Regions from separate parts of the Capsicum annuum genome. Here region 2 is linked to region 1. A link is a contact called in public Hi-C data. All regions are on one chromosome and are shown on one strand. The core of a region is the stretch at or near the end of the contact, and the rest is flanking DNA. Distances in the headings are between cores, read along the strand shown.

Region 1 (6,300 bases), core at 1,756-4,255:
ACTCCTTTGAACATAGAGATATTTCACATTTTTATTTTTTCTCTATGTTCAACATAACTAACAATATAGATCACTCACTACCTGCGCACAGACAGTGACGGACCGATGGTATATACTATGGGTGCTTAAGCACCCACTGAATTTCTGATAAACATTATTACTTATGTATAAAATATAGCAATTTTTAAACTAAAAACAGTTGAGCATCCATGATATAAAATTTTTGGATCTGTCACTGTATGCGGACCCCATTTTGAGTTAAAGGTGTAAATTGTACATTATAGCTATAGATAGAGGCAAATCTAAAATATAACCTTAATGAATTTAATGTCAGAGTTATTTGAACTGAGTTCAAAACTTAATATTTATAATAATTTAAAGGCAAGATTTAATCCTTCTCATATTTATAATAATTTAAAGGCAAGATTTAATCCTTCTCATACTTTTGAATTGGAGATTTTTATTGGTATAGTCCACACGACAACTAGTCTAGGTGATGTTAGCATTTGAAAAAATATGTACACCCCCCAATTTTGTATAATTTTCCCACCACATATATTTAAACAAAACATGCGGGTTCAACTGAACTCATTACTAACAATATATATCTGTTCAGTACCTGCAGACCCCATTCCGATGATCTTGTCTGTAGTTGTTATGCTTTCGAGGACATCATCTGCCGTGAAATTTAACCTTTTGAATGCTGTTAACTTCCACGGTCCGATTTCCTTGTCACATGGAAACCTTCGGTTGTACTTCAAGTGGAAACATCGGATGGCCACAATGAGGACGAATAGTACTACTCCGAATGTTGCAGAGGTGATCCAGACTATCAATGCACCATCAGTTTTCTTAGAGTGGTTCGAAAAATCTACTTTTCCATCTTTCAGTTCATCCGTCCTGCACGGATTGTGTATGATTGTACCACAAAGGCCCTGATTTCCTACGAAGGATGAAGGATGGAAAGTTGAGAATATGGACCCTGACGAAGGTAATGGACCAGTGAGTTGATTATATGACACGTTGAAATGTTCCAACGTGCTAGACTTTTCGAAATTTGAAGGGATAGTCCCCGTGAGGAAATTATGTGATAAATCAACGTCTGTTATTGAAGGAATCGCGGAGATTTCCCAGGGAATGATTCCAGTAAGCGAATTTTGCCTAAAATTAAGTGAAATAAGCTTTTCACAATGCTCAATGTCCCATGGAATGCTTCCATTGAGATTGTTTCCTTCGAGTTCGATTTTGTACACATTTTCACACCCTTTGAAATCAGGGATTCTTCCAACAAGGCCACTGTAACTTGCTGAGAAAATCTGTAAACTCGGGGCATTCCAGATATTTTCAGGCAAGCCACAACCAAAAGAATTCTCCGAAATGTTCAAGTACTGCATTTTCGGGGCATTTCCAAAGTCTTTTGGAATTGTACCCGAAAAGTTGTTCTTGCTGATGTCCATGTAGGTGAAATTTGGCAAAAACCCGAATCCTGGTGGAATCGAGCCATTGAGTTTGTTGTCTTGAATTCTCAGCCTGGATAAAGCTGAGCAGTTCGTTAAGGATGAAGGGATCTCACCAGTAAACTCATTCGAGAACAGAATGAGTTTAACCAAGTTGTTGCTGAGGCAAAGATTTGGTGGAATTGGACCAGACAAAGTGTTTGAGGAGACATCAAGTTTTTGCAACTTTGCGTTTGATCCCAACTTTTGTGGCAAAATTCCAGTGAGTGAATTGTTCCAAAGAGCTAGCAATTCGAGATTTGGTAACTCACCAATGCCTTCTGGTATTTCACCAGATATGTTATTGTTCATCAAATACAACATGTTCAGCTCTTTTAACTCTGAAAATCCTGATGGAATTGTCCCTGAGAGATGATTATCCGATAAATCCAGTAATTTCAGCAATGTGAGTTGAGAAAAACTCGAAGGAATTGGACCGATAAAATGGTTCTTGAAAAGAAGTAACGATTCAAGACTTGTTAAATTTCCGAGCTGAATTGGAAATTCACCAGAAAGATTTGCCTGAGAGATATCAAGATAGGACAAATTCGATAGAGAGGAAAATTCAGCAGGTACATTGCCAGTATAATTGTTGTATCCAATTTCAAGATGATCAAGTTGATCTAAGGCACTCAATTCCACTGGAATTTTACCACCAAGTAAATTTCCAGCTAAGTGTAGGAATTTCAACTTCTTGAAATTTCCATAACTCGCAGGGATTTCACCAGAAAAGTAACTGCCACCAAGATTCAGATACTCAAGAATTTGAAGTCTAACAATTTCTACAGGCAACGCGCCTGTAAAACTGTTGCTATAGGCATTTAAGTACGCGAGGGACTTAAGATGAGTTATCCCGAGGGGAAATGTTGAATTAAAAGAGTTGTGACTAATGTCAAGTGTTCTAAGAAATGGAAATTGGAAAATGATTGTTTGTAATGGTCCATCAAATGAATTTCCACTTAAATTTAAGTGGTGTAAGTGTACCAAGTACCTAATTTCTTGTGGAATTTTACCACTAAGATTCCTTCCTGAGAGATTAAGTGTTGTAATTTGACTTGTTTTGTTGTCACATATGATGCCTGACCATGAACACCAAAAGGGTTGTGAACCAAAATTTGAGAAAGTTGTTGTAGGATTCCAATCTTGAAATGTGTTGTTTGGATCTTGAAAAGAGGATTTTAAGGACAAAAGGGAAATGAGTTGAAGAGGAAAATTTGAAGTAGAGAAAACAAGTGAATTTTGTGTGAGAAAGAACAAAATTGTAGTGAGAAAGAGGGGAAGGAAATGGTTCATGGTTATGAGGGTGTAGGAAAGTTTTGGTTAAGAAAAATAGGGTGTGTAAAGATGAATGGTAAATTTAAGGGAAGTAATGTTTTGATGGTTAGAATTTGCTTTTTGTTGTGTGTTGGATACAGAGGGTGTTTCATGATGATTAGTTTCTTGTTTTGTTTTGTTTGGTGTAAAGAGAGAGATGAGGAAAGGAAAAGAAAAAGGTTCATATGTATAATCCCAAGTATTTAACTTTTACTTTAGTAATCTTAATTTATGTAACATATGTTTTTTCATTTTATCGGAAAAAAATACTTTATTTTAATTTATATGAAATTGTTTCACTAGACATAATATTTAAGAAAGAAAAGAATGTTTTTGAAACTTATAATCTAAAGTAAGTTGATGGTATTTGTGTGATAATAACTTATTTTGGGAAGAATTAAATACAGAATTTATAGTTAATTTGTTACTAAATATAGAAAAATAGAGTATCATTCATTTTGGATTGACTAAAAAGAAAAAAGTGACATATAAATTAGCATAAAGAGTGTTATATTTGTATATTTAGAAATTACTTTAAATTTTGTGTTTACTTTTAAAAATGTATAGTTGTATAAATGTTTAAGGCTTATTCAGAGATAACTTTCAAAAAATCTTTCATTTCTTTTTATTGGTGTGTCCAATAAAATAGTGTCACATAAATTAAAATAAAAAATAATCATAAATAGGAAACATCTCTCTCTATATATATATATAAAAGCAAAACTAAATGCAAGACAAGAAGCTACGTGGCATGATATTAAAAAGCCACTTAGCGATTTTTAGGACAAAGTTAAAAAATATTGTAATAAAATTTTTGAATTGAAAAATTAAGTACTTGAATTCGAAAATAATCTCTCTATATATAAAAACAAAACTAAAAGCAAGACAAGAGAAGCAACGTGGCATGATATTAAAAGCCACGTAGAGATTTATAGGACAAAGTTAAAAAATATTGTAATAAAAAATTTGAATTGAAAAATTAAATACTTGAATTTGAAAATAATAATGCAAAAAGGAAAAAAAATCATAATTTAAACTTAAAAATTATTGTTGATGAGTCCTAAATAAACTCTAACTATTACACAATAATAATAATAATTGTTATGAAACAAGAAAGAATAAAGAAGAAAAGTTGAGAGAATAGAGAGAGTAATTCTTATTTCTTCTCTTGAGGGATCTTGATGTGAAATTTACAATGAATGTACCCTTCTATTTATAAGAAAAATTTACTCCTAGTCTGACTAAAAGACAGATGATTCAAATCCTAATAGATATCAAAGTAGATCTTGATAGACATTCACTATAATATAAATACATTTATAACACTCCCCCTTGAATGTTTAATTGGTAGATAATGTGCCTCGTTAAAACCTTACTAAAAAAATTTTAGTGGGAAAAAATCTAGTAAAGGAAAAGAGTACACATCTCTAACCATACGCATAGAGGTTGCCTCATTAAAAACCGAAAACCCAGTAGAACAAAACCTCATAAGAAAAAAAGAGTACAACGCATATTAACTCCCCCTAATGAGAACACTCTTGAACCTTTGCATCCCGATCTTGTGCACCATCTTCTTAAAAGTTATAATTGGAGAAAACTTGGTGAATAAATCAGCCACATTTTCACTTGAATGAATCTGTTGCACGTTGATATCACCAATCTTTTGTAACTCGTGTATGTAGAAAAACTTTGATGAAGTGTGCTTCGTTCGATCTCCTTTTTTGAATTCTCCATTAAGATGTGCTATGCATGATACATTATCTCCGTATAAAATTATGGGTAGATTGCCGTATTTCACACCATATATATATATATATATATATATATATCTTTAGGTGACACATATACCAATGTACCTTTCCTCTTCTTTTTCTATTGTCAATAATTTATAAATTTTTATTTATCTCAAATTTTTTATTATTTGTGTGCTTAACTATTTTTGTTTATACATTCAGTATAGCTATGATAAAATTTTATTCTCGCATTTAATACTAGCAAAGTCATATTTATGTCCTTTTTTATTCGTTTTATTCAAAATACTATCATATTATCAGTATATAAAAGTAAAGAATCTTTACAAATTATATTTTAATATACATTTTTTTATCATAAAAAAATTCTCAATGGATAAAAAGATTTTAGATAATAGTGCTCATCAAATTTCTTTGAATAACTATCAAAATGTGTTGATGCTTTACTTAATTTTTTCTTTAATTATTTTATTGTTATTTATGATTAACATTATATCTATTTTTCATTACAGATATTACTATCATGGATTAAAAAATTATATGTAATTCTCATCAAATTTCTTTGATTAGTTATAAATATATATTGTTCATGGTTAATTTATTTTTAAATTATTTTATTATTATTTATGATTAGTATTATATATATCTCTTGAAATAGATGTACCTACTATGAATGAAAAAATTACAGGTAATGCTCATCAGATTTCTCTGAATAATCGTAAAGGTATGTTCTCATACTTGATTTAATTTTATAGTGATTTTATTATTTTTTGTGATTAATATTATATTTATCTTTTGTCACAAATGTATCTAAGGAAGCTGAAGTTTCCACAAATCTTATGCACATAAATTTCTATAAATTGCGAAATAAATATTTAAGAAATTAGCAAGTACTTTCAAAAGAGATTTAACAGACCATTTGCTTAAAGAATGAATTCAAATATATTTGTATGTGCACAAATATTATTATATCATTTTTATTTGTGTTAATATATACTTCTATAACGTTTACATATTTACTCTCTCCTAAAAAGGTTATAAAATAGATTTACATGCATCTAATTATTGCAGTTGATTTATTCTTTTCATGATTTTATTTGCAAATACACATTTATATATTAAAAATATTTACTAATTCTGTTTGTCATTTAAATTTTTTAAAATCATACAACTAAAATCTTGATAAACAAAAAATTAATTGAATATTAAAATTCAATATGAACAATCGAATAATTTTAGATAGTGAATAATGCAATAAAGAAAATTATAGGTCAATCTTTTGATAATTATATGATTAGTTATTTCTTTTGCCAGTGATGAGATTATGGGATTGTGTGGAAGTAGAGGTTGAGAGGGTTTGGGGGGGGGGGGGGGGGGGGGGGGTACATAGTTCAAATAAATTAATTGAACTATGTAACTTTTAAAAATTATTTATTATAAATTATATTTAATATTTCTTAATTAATTTAAAATATGTGCTACAATAAAATTTAATTTATTTTTTAAAATTAATAAATGACATTTTTAATGATTTATTTTTAAAATATTCCACGCATCGTGCGAGTACTTATACTAGTTTTTTATAATGTCATTTCATTTTAATTGTTAAAACAAGTTAAGAACTTATTTTTAATTTCATTAATTCAAGGAAAATTGCATAATAACACTGCTTAACTTATTATATCTATTTCAAAATTTCTATTGTTTTTATTTAATTACATCTCATTCCATATTTTTTT
Region 2 (6,300 bases), core at 2,545-5,044, 230 kb after region 1:
GTTTTCAAATCAAGATTTATACAAGTTTCAAGTGAATTAATTAGCAAGTATGTAAAATTATGTGATCCTCATGATAAATCCTTAAATTGCAAGTTGAATGTTGTAGGCATGATGTTTATATCTTGATGAATTCCATGTGCATTAATTATGCTCCCCAAGTGTTTGATAGAATACCTATGTAAATTAAGTAGTGAATTCATGACATGTTATCATGTGGTCCCATTCATGTACGAGTTCATGCCTCTCAAGTGTTTGACAAAATATATAAATGAATGCATGCATGGTGAATAAGTAATTAATGTAATGCTTTCAAGATTTTGTCATGTTTTACTATTGATGTTATCGAGTCCTGGGGTATTTAATACCCGAAAAACTAGCTGCTTACCTAGAATTACAGTAGCTACAGAATAGTCTCAGAAACATCACGAACAAGTAGTACTCAGTCAGATACAGAACTCAATAAAATTCAGTCCAGTTCAGTTCAGCCTAATAAGCAGTGTCATTCAATTGGGAGTAGGATTCAGCACTGAGTGAACCCAAGGATGGAGGTTCACCTCCAATTGAGGGTGTGATCCTTAGTAGCAGTCTTTGCATTCCAGAATTATGTAGCCAGCGTAGGTTGAGATATCAACCTGCCAGTTGAGGGTTGATAAGTGTTTGCCTGCCAGATGAGGGTAATACCTATCTCATTAGGGCACCTTCCAGATGAAGGTGACTCTTTAGCTTGTTAGTACCCGTGGCACGGTATTAGCACCCTTCCAACTGGGGTTACAGGTTGGACCCCAAATCAGCTTAACATGGGGCATGTCCATTAGATGATACCTCCCACAGTTTCAGTTTCAAACTCAGTATAGAACTCAATTCAGTTCTGCAAAATTAGGACTGTAAGAAACAGTCACCCAGTTATCAATAATACAGTTATCAGTAACCTCAGATATCATTCACTCAGTTATTAGAACTCAGTATTCAATTTTAGTATGATCTCGAATATTATATATATATGTGTGTGTGTGTGTGTGTATGTATATGCACAGTATTGCATAATCAGTATTTACAGCAATTTCAGTTATCCATGTACTCTCATTCAGTTATGTTCATATCATGCAGTCAGTTACTGTTCATGTATATGAGCCTATGCATTTTAGCCTCACCTCATCTAGCATACCAGTACACTCCACGTACTGACGCATACTTTTTTTTTGCGCTATAATGTCTCATATCGTAGGTTCAGACGCTCAGGTTCCTGACCGTACTTAACAGCTCAGGTTATCAGCAGCAGTTATAATGGTGAGTCCTCATATTTCGAGGACAAAGTTATTTATTTCAGCATTCCAGTAGTTCAGTATGTTCAGCAGTCGGAGTTAGTTGGGGACTTATCCCATCAACTTCATATTCAGACAGTTAGAGGCTTTCGGAGTAGACTATTTCAGACAGATGTTCAGTTTTTCAGTATTATTATCAGTATTTAGTATTTGTTTTCAGTTTATGAACCTTATGGCAATCTCAGCCTAATTTTTGCATAAATTCTCAGTATTATTATTATTATTATTCAGTGCTCACAGCAGGTAGCAGTCATGGGTTAGCTTGTGGTCCTTCGGGATTGTAAGCACCGTGTGACACCCAGGGTGCAGCCTTGGGACATTAAAGCCAGTTGACCCTAAAATTTATGTCATTCACCTGAGCATCTTTAACCTTCCATTCATCGAGCTTTGTAGGATCGTTAGAAGCAGGATCAATTTCATCTATATATCTCCGTAATTCTTTTTCGGTGATAAATAATTAAAACTGAAATTCCTAGACAGAGTAATTTTTTTCAGTGAAACGAACACGGAAGCACTGAAACTGATGTGACGACATATTCTTAACTAGATAAGAAACACAAAAAAAAAACACTATTACAAAGTAACCAGAATGACCAAGACTAAAATTTCAAGATCCGTAGGACTGACTATTGACTAACAGTAAGCAGAACTAAAACTTTCAAAAAAATCCTAAAAGAAACCAAAGATGAAATACTAAGAATTAAAGCACTGGAAAGAGAATTCTAATACCATGTAAAGAATAATTTTGGGTCTAACTCAACTCCAAAAGTTAGCTCATGAGGGAAGGATTACCCAAGTCCAGATGAGGAGATCAATTACCCATTATTTTTTCGATGTGAGACACTTAACACTCCTCCGCGGTCCAAACCTTGTTAAATGGAGCGTGGACACTATAACATGGGAGCCCAACATCGGTGAACAAAGAGCCGGAACTGGAATGGATTTGGCTCTGATACCATGTCAATTTTGCTGAATGTTCTCTCAAGTTGAGAATTCTGTCATTAAATAGAAAGAATTCTCCTTGTACATCCCTAACTGTTACATCTCGAAGAATATCTCCTATATCTAAGTATTAAAAACTATTTACACAAATCTTTACAGAGATTACATATTTATAACTGAAATATGTCCAGATATTCCTAACTGAAATCTGTCTGGATAGTTGAACAGATATGATTTGTCTATTATCATAACACTAATCACGTATATTCCTTCAAAGTTTCAAATCGTCGCCTTTTCTATAGCTACACAATTTAACTTGTAACTAGTAGCCGAGGCAAAAAATTAAAAACAGAAATTCAAATAAAAAATAATGTCACACTTAAAGTAAAAACCTATGTCAAGAAAATCAATAAATATATAGTGTATAATATTATTTATTCTTTTAGCATGATGCAATATTTTGGATAAAGCGAATTTAGATTCAACTGAACATCTTTTGCAAAAGTGCAAACGATAGCTCTACCACTATTTGCAACGATCCACTGTATCAATTCACTCTTATCCTCAAGGGCATTAATGTGGCAACAAAAAATATACCTACGTGATCGAACGGGAAAAATTAGATGTAGTTGTTGAAATTTAAGTATCCATTTAGCCATAAAAATTATGAAATGTCGAGATTGGTGGCAATGAAAGATACACCTGATTTTTTAGGATATAATTAGTGAAGGTGAAATTGGTGGATAGTGGGATAGTCAATGAGGCAAGGATTGCTGGCTGTCCGGGGGTGGAATGGAGAAAATAAAGTCAAAAGAGGATTTATGAAACTTATTTTTTTTACTTCCACCTGGGAAATTTTTGCTTTTAATGAACTAGTTTTCTTAGAAAAAATATTTCGACTAACCAAATAATGGAAAAAGAAAAAAAAAAAAAAAAAAAAGGATTCATACCAAACACATCCAAAGAGTGTTATTCTCTTCTTTGTGAGTGAAATGTTGACCAATTAATTAAGTCAATTGAATTGTTTAGTTTATGGATCGGTTTGAGCAGTTTACAAGCAAATCAATCACAATTTTCTCAATTTACCAACACCGCAAAGTTCTTAGATAACAAACTATAAAACATACTCTATGTAATCCCACAATTGAGCGTGGGAAGGATAAGATGTATATAGACAGTACTCCTACCTTTGTGGAGTAGAAAAGTTGTTTCTAATAGACACTCAACTCAAAAAAAAGTTTAATCAAAGCAGTGTAGAAAGAAAGCAAATAAACAATGGGATAAAATAACAAGGTGAACAAAGCAAAGAAGCAACACAGTAGTAAAAAATGAAGAAAAAGATATTTTTCATATCCAGACTCAAACCTGAAACCTATCCCACCACAACCTCTGGTGGTCGCAAAGTTCTTAGATATGCACAAGATATTAAGTCAAATCCTCTATACAGGAAAGTCAGAAGATCCTCTGAATATAGAAATTGAAGAGCTATTAACTCTACTTAATCATCTTGTCCAAGAGGAAATCAACATCAGGAGTGACAACAGCCCGCTTTCCGAGTTCTCCCAGCTGGCAACACTGCTTCTCAGCAGTATTGATTGCAACAACATCTTGAGCAAAAGAGCATTCTACACCAGGAGAAACCTGCAAATAGTTTCTTGATGTTAGAGGAGTTTCATATTGCAAGCTACTGCATATGGATAAGTATATGCTGGAGACCTGAAAAATGTTTGGAAAGCCAAGGGGTAATAATCTGAACAGCAGGAATATTATGATGAATATATTTGCGTAAAACTGCAGGTCTATTTTCCATTAAAAGGGCACAGATCACTTTGCTACGTCAAACTTAAAACGCGAGGTACATGAAAATTGATTCATTACCAAAGCACCAAACACTATCGAGAAAAAGGCTCAAACTGTGCCACTAGGGGAAGCTTAAGAATTATTTGAACCAAAAGTCTCAGTGGAAATAAGGAAGAAAACAAATGGAACAGATGTGACGCTTGTTCTGCTAAATAAGTTGATTGTTTGCATAAGAAAATGCTATAGCTCGGCCCATTCATGGACAGTTCACATTAAACACTCTGAAGTCCTAATATTTTAACCATTTTGGAAGTGTAATATCTTTAAACTGAGAAGAAGAGCTTATATCAAACTTGCTCAAAGCTTCTTGTTCATATCTCTCATCAAAGGTGCAATTCGATAATTTTTGTCTTAAGCAAGGAAAAGAAGTACTCACATTGTACAAGATGTCTCCAAGCTTTAATTTAACTGTTCCACTCTTGTAAACCAGCATTTTCCCCATGCTTCCCGCAGGTAAATCTTGCAAACTGCCTATATTCTTTGTGGTATTATGTCGTCTAGAGATTGTAGAACTGCCAATTATCTCTTTCCCTTTTGCACTGGCAGGAAGCCTGGGAGCACTGCCAGCAACTTCTTTTCCCTTGAGCACGGGTGATGATAGTTCGGCAGCTTTATCACTTCTATCCCCTGGCAATGTCAAGCCGCCAGCAGTATCCCTACCTCCTGTGCTAGCTGGCCACTTGCCTAGGGGTAAATTAGCAGGAAGCTGAAGAAAAAGAATCTGTACATCATCCTTCTTTTCCTGATGACCAAATATCCATATCAGTAAATCTTTGAGAAGAAAATTTTTTGTTTTCCTATGAATATATTCTTGATTTAAAAAAATGAATATGTTTTTGCATTCAGAATTTGCTGCTTAGAGAAGATACCAACCAGTAAGCCAAGCTCTGAAGCAGCATGAACATTATTTTCATCATACTCTGCATTTGCTGCAGCCTTTCCAAATTCAGCTTCATCTAAAATTTCTACAAGCCACAAACAACAGGAATAAATAAAGATAATGTGAAATCATAGCATAAAACAAGAGAAACGAGCACGAGAGTGATAGCATCTCCTGTAAGACCATATTATTCATACTAATAGGCAGTAGTTGTTGCATCTTAAACCACAATAACTTCCATTCTTTATCATAATTTATCACTAAATAACATACATGATTCGAAGAAAATCTCATGCCCAGAAGCAACCCCACTGGCAACTGACAAGACGGACCAAGCTACACTCTTCCAATTGCAGCAAAATAGTCGGAAATCATAAAGAAAGATAGTAGTGCAGTATTTAAAAAGAGAGAAATACTTCCAACGATAAGTGTACTACACCAGGCTAGTATTAAAGAAAAACTAAAGTTTCTCATCTTCAAAGTGGAGAAAAGTTTAAAAGTGGATAGACACAGGGCTTTGCTTTGGTCTACTGGTAAGAGCACAACGCGTGATGTGCAACTTACGCACGCATCACGGGTTTGAATCCCATGGCAGACAAAAGCATAGTTACTTAAGTGAAGCAGGGTATAGGGGTGGCCTCATTATCCACCGAGTTTCACCCATGCACCATTGGCCCTCGGGGATTTCTCGGTTATAGAAAAAACCAGAAGTGGATATACAATTAACTTTCTGATGAATTCACACTTTATGGTAAAACAAAAGAAGTGTTAGTTTCATATGGTAAAATGAAATGGAAAATATAGGGACAAGCTCTAATTTAGATAAATGACATACTTTTAGGGCACACAAAGGAAAGCAAACTAGTCAATTAGGGGAAAAGGGAGTTGGATTATTTTTGCATAATGATATTCCTGTTTATTCAGAAATACCTGGATCTCCAGCATAAGGTCTTCTCAGAGGAAGAGTGGTAGGATAGTTGCTATGATGGTAATCCTGCCAAAAGCATCAAGAAGCAAAAGGGTCAATCAATGAAAGTCGCTTGCTAAATTGCTCGGACTCTCCAAAAATGTTGCCGCACCCATGTTGGATCCTCCAAGAATGCACTATTTTTGGAGGATCCAACATGCACCGCATGACATTTTTGAAGAGTCTGAACAACATAGTCAGCTTGGGAATTGCCATGCATAAAGAGAAGTGATGACAGGAAAATCCATTACCCATGGTTCTTTATACTCTTTCTTCTTCCTTTTAAGTAAAGAATCTGAATTATTGACTGAAATTTCAGCAAGATCTGA

Evidence for each region. A called contact is a pair of places that touch in the nucleus more often than the background predicts.
Region 2: a contact with region 1 is called in a Hi-C map of leaf, with 2.7 times the contacts expected there. The contact joins the enhancer-like site here to the promoter of LOC107871063 in region 1. A contact is called at or near these places in 3 of 5 Hi-C or Micro-C datasets (bud, leaf and placenta).

The regions. Positions count from the first base shown.
Region 1 is chr5:193,336,412-193,342,711 of UCD10Xv1.1, forward strand. It overlaps LOC107871063 (leucine-rich repeat receptor-like protein kinase TDR), which reads right to left and starts at 3,006. Exons shown (of 3, transcript XM_016717862.2): 1 at 620-3,006. The coding sequence starts at 2,789.
Region 2 is chr5:193,563,362-193,569,661 of UCD10Xv1.1, forward strand. LOC107871060 (DNA-directed RNA polymerase III subunit RPC4) reads right to left here. Exons shown (of 9, transcript XM_016717855.2): 5 at 6,223-6,300; 6 at 5,935-5,998; 7 at 4,998-5,089; 8 at 4,501-4,866; 9 at 3,587-3,905. The coding sequence ends at 3,759. Among protein-coding and RNA genes, the nearest start is that of LOC107871061, 6.5 kb to the right of the region's middle. Within about 2 kb of position 3,795, at least 2 of the 5 cell types and tissues checked have an H3K27ac peak or open chromatin away from gene starts, as enhancers often do. A contact at or near this core is called in bud and leaf, where this site is marked.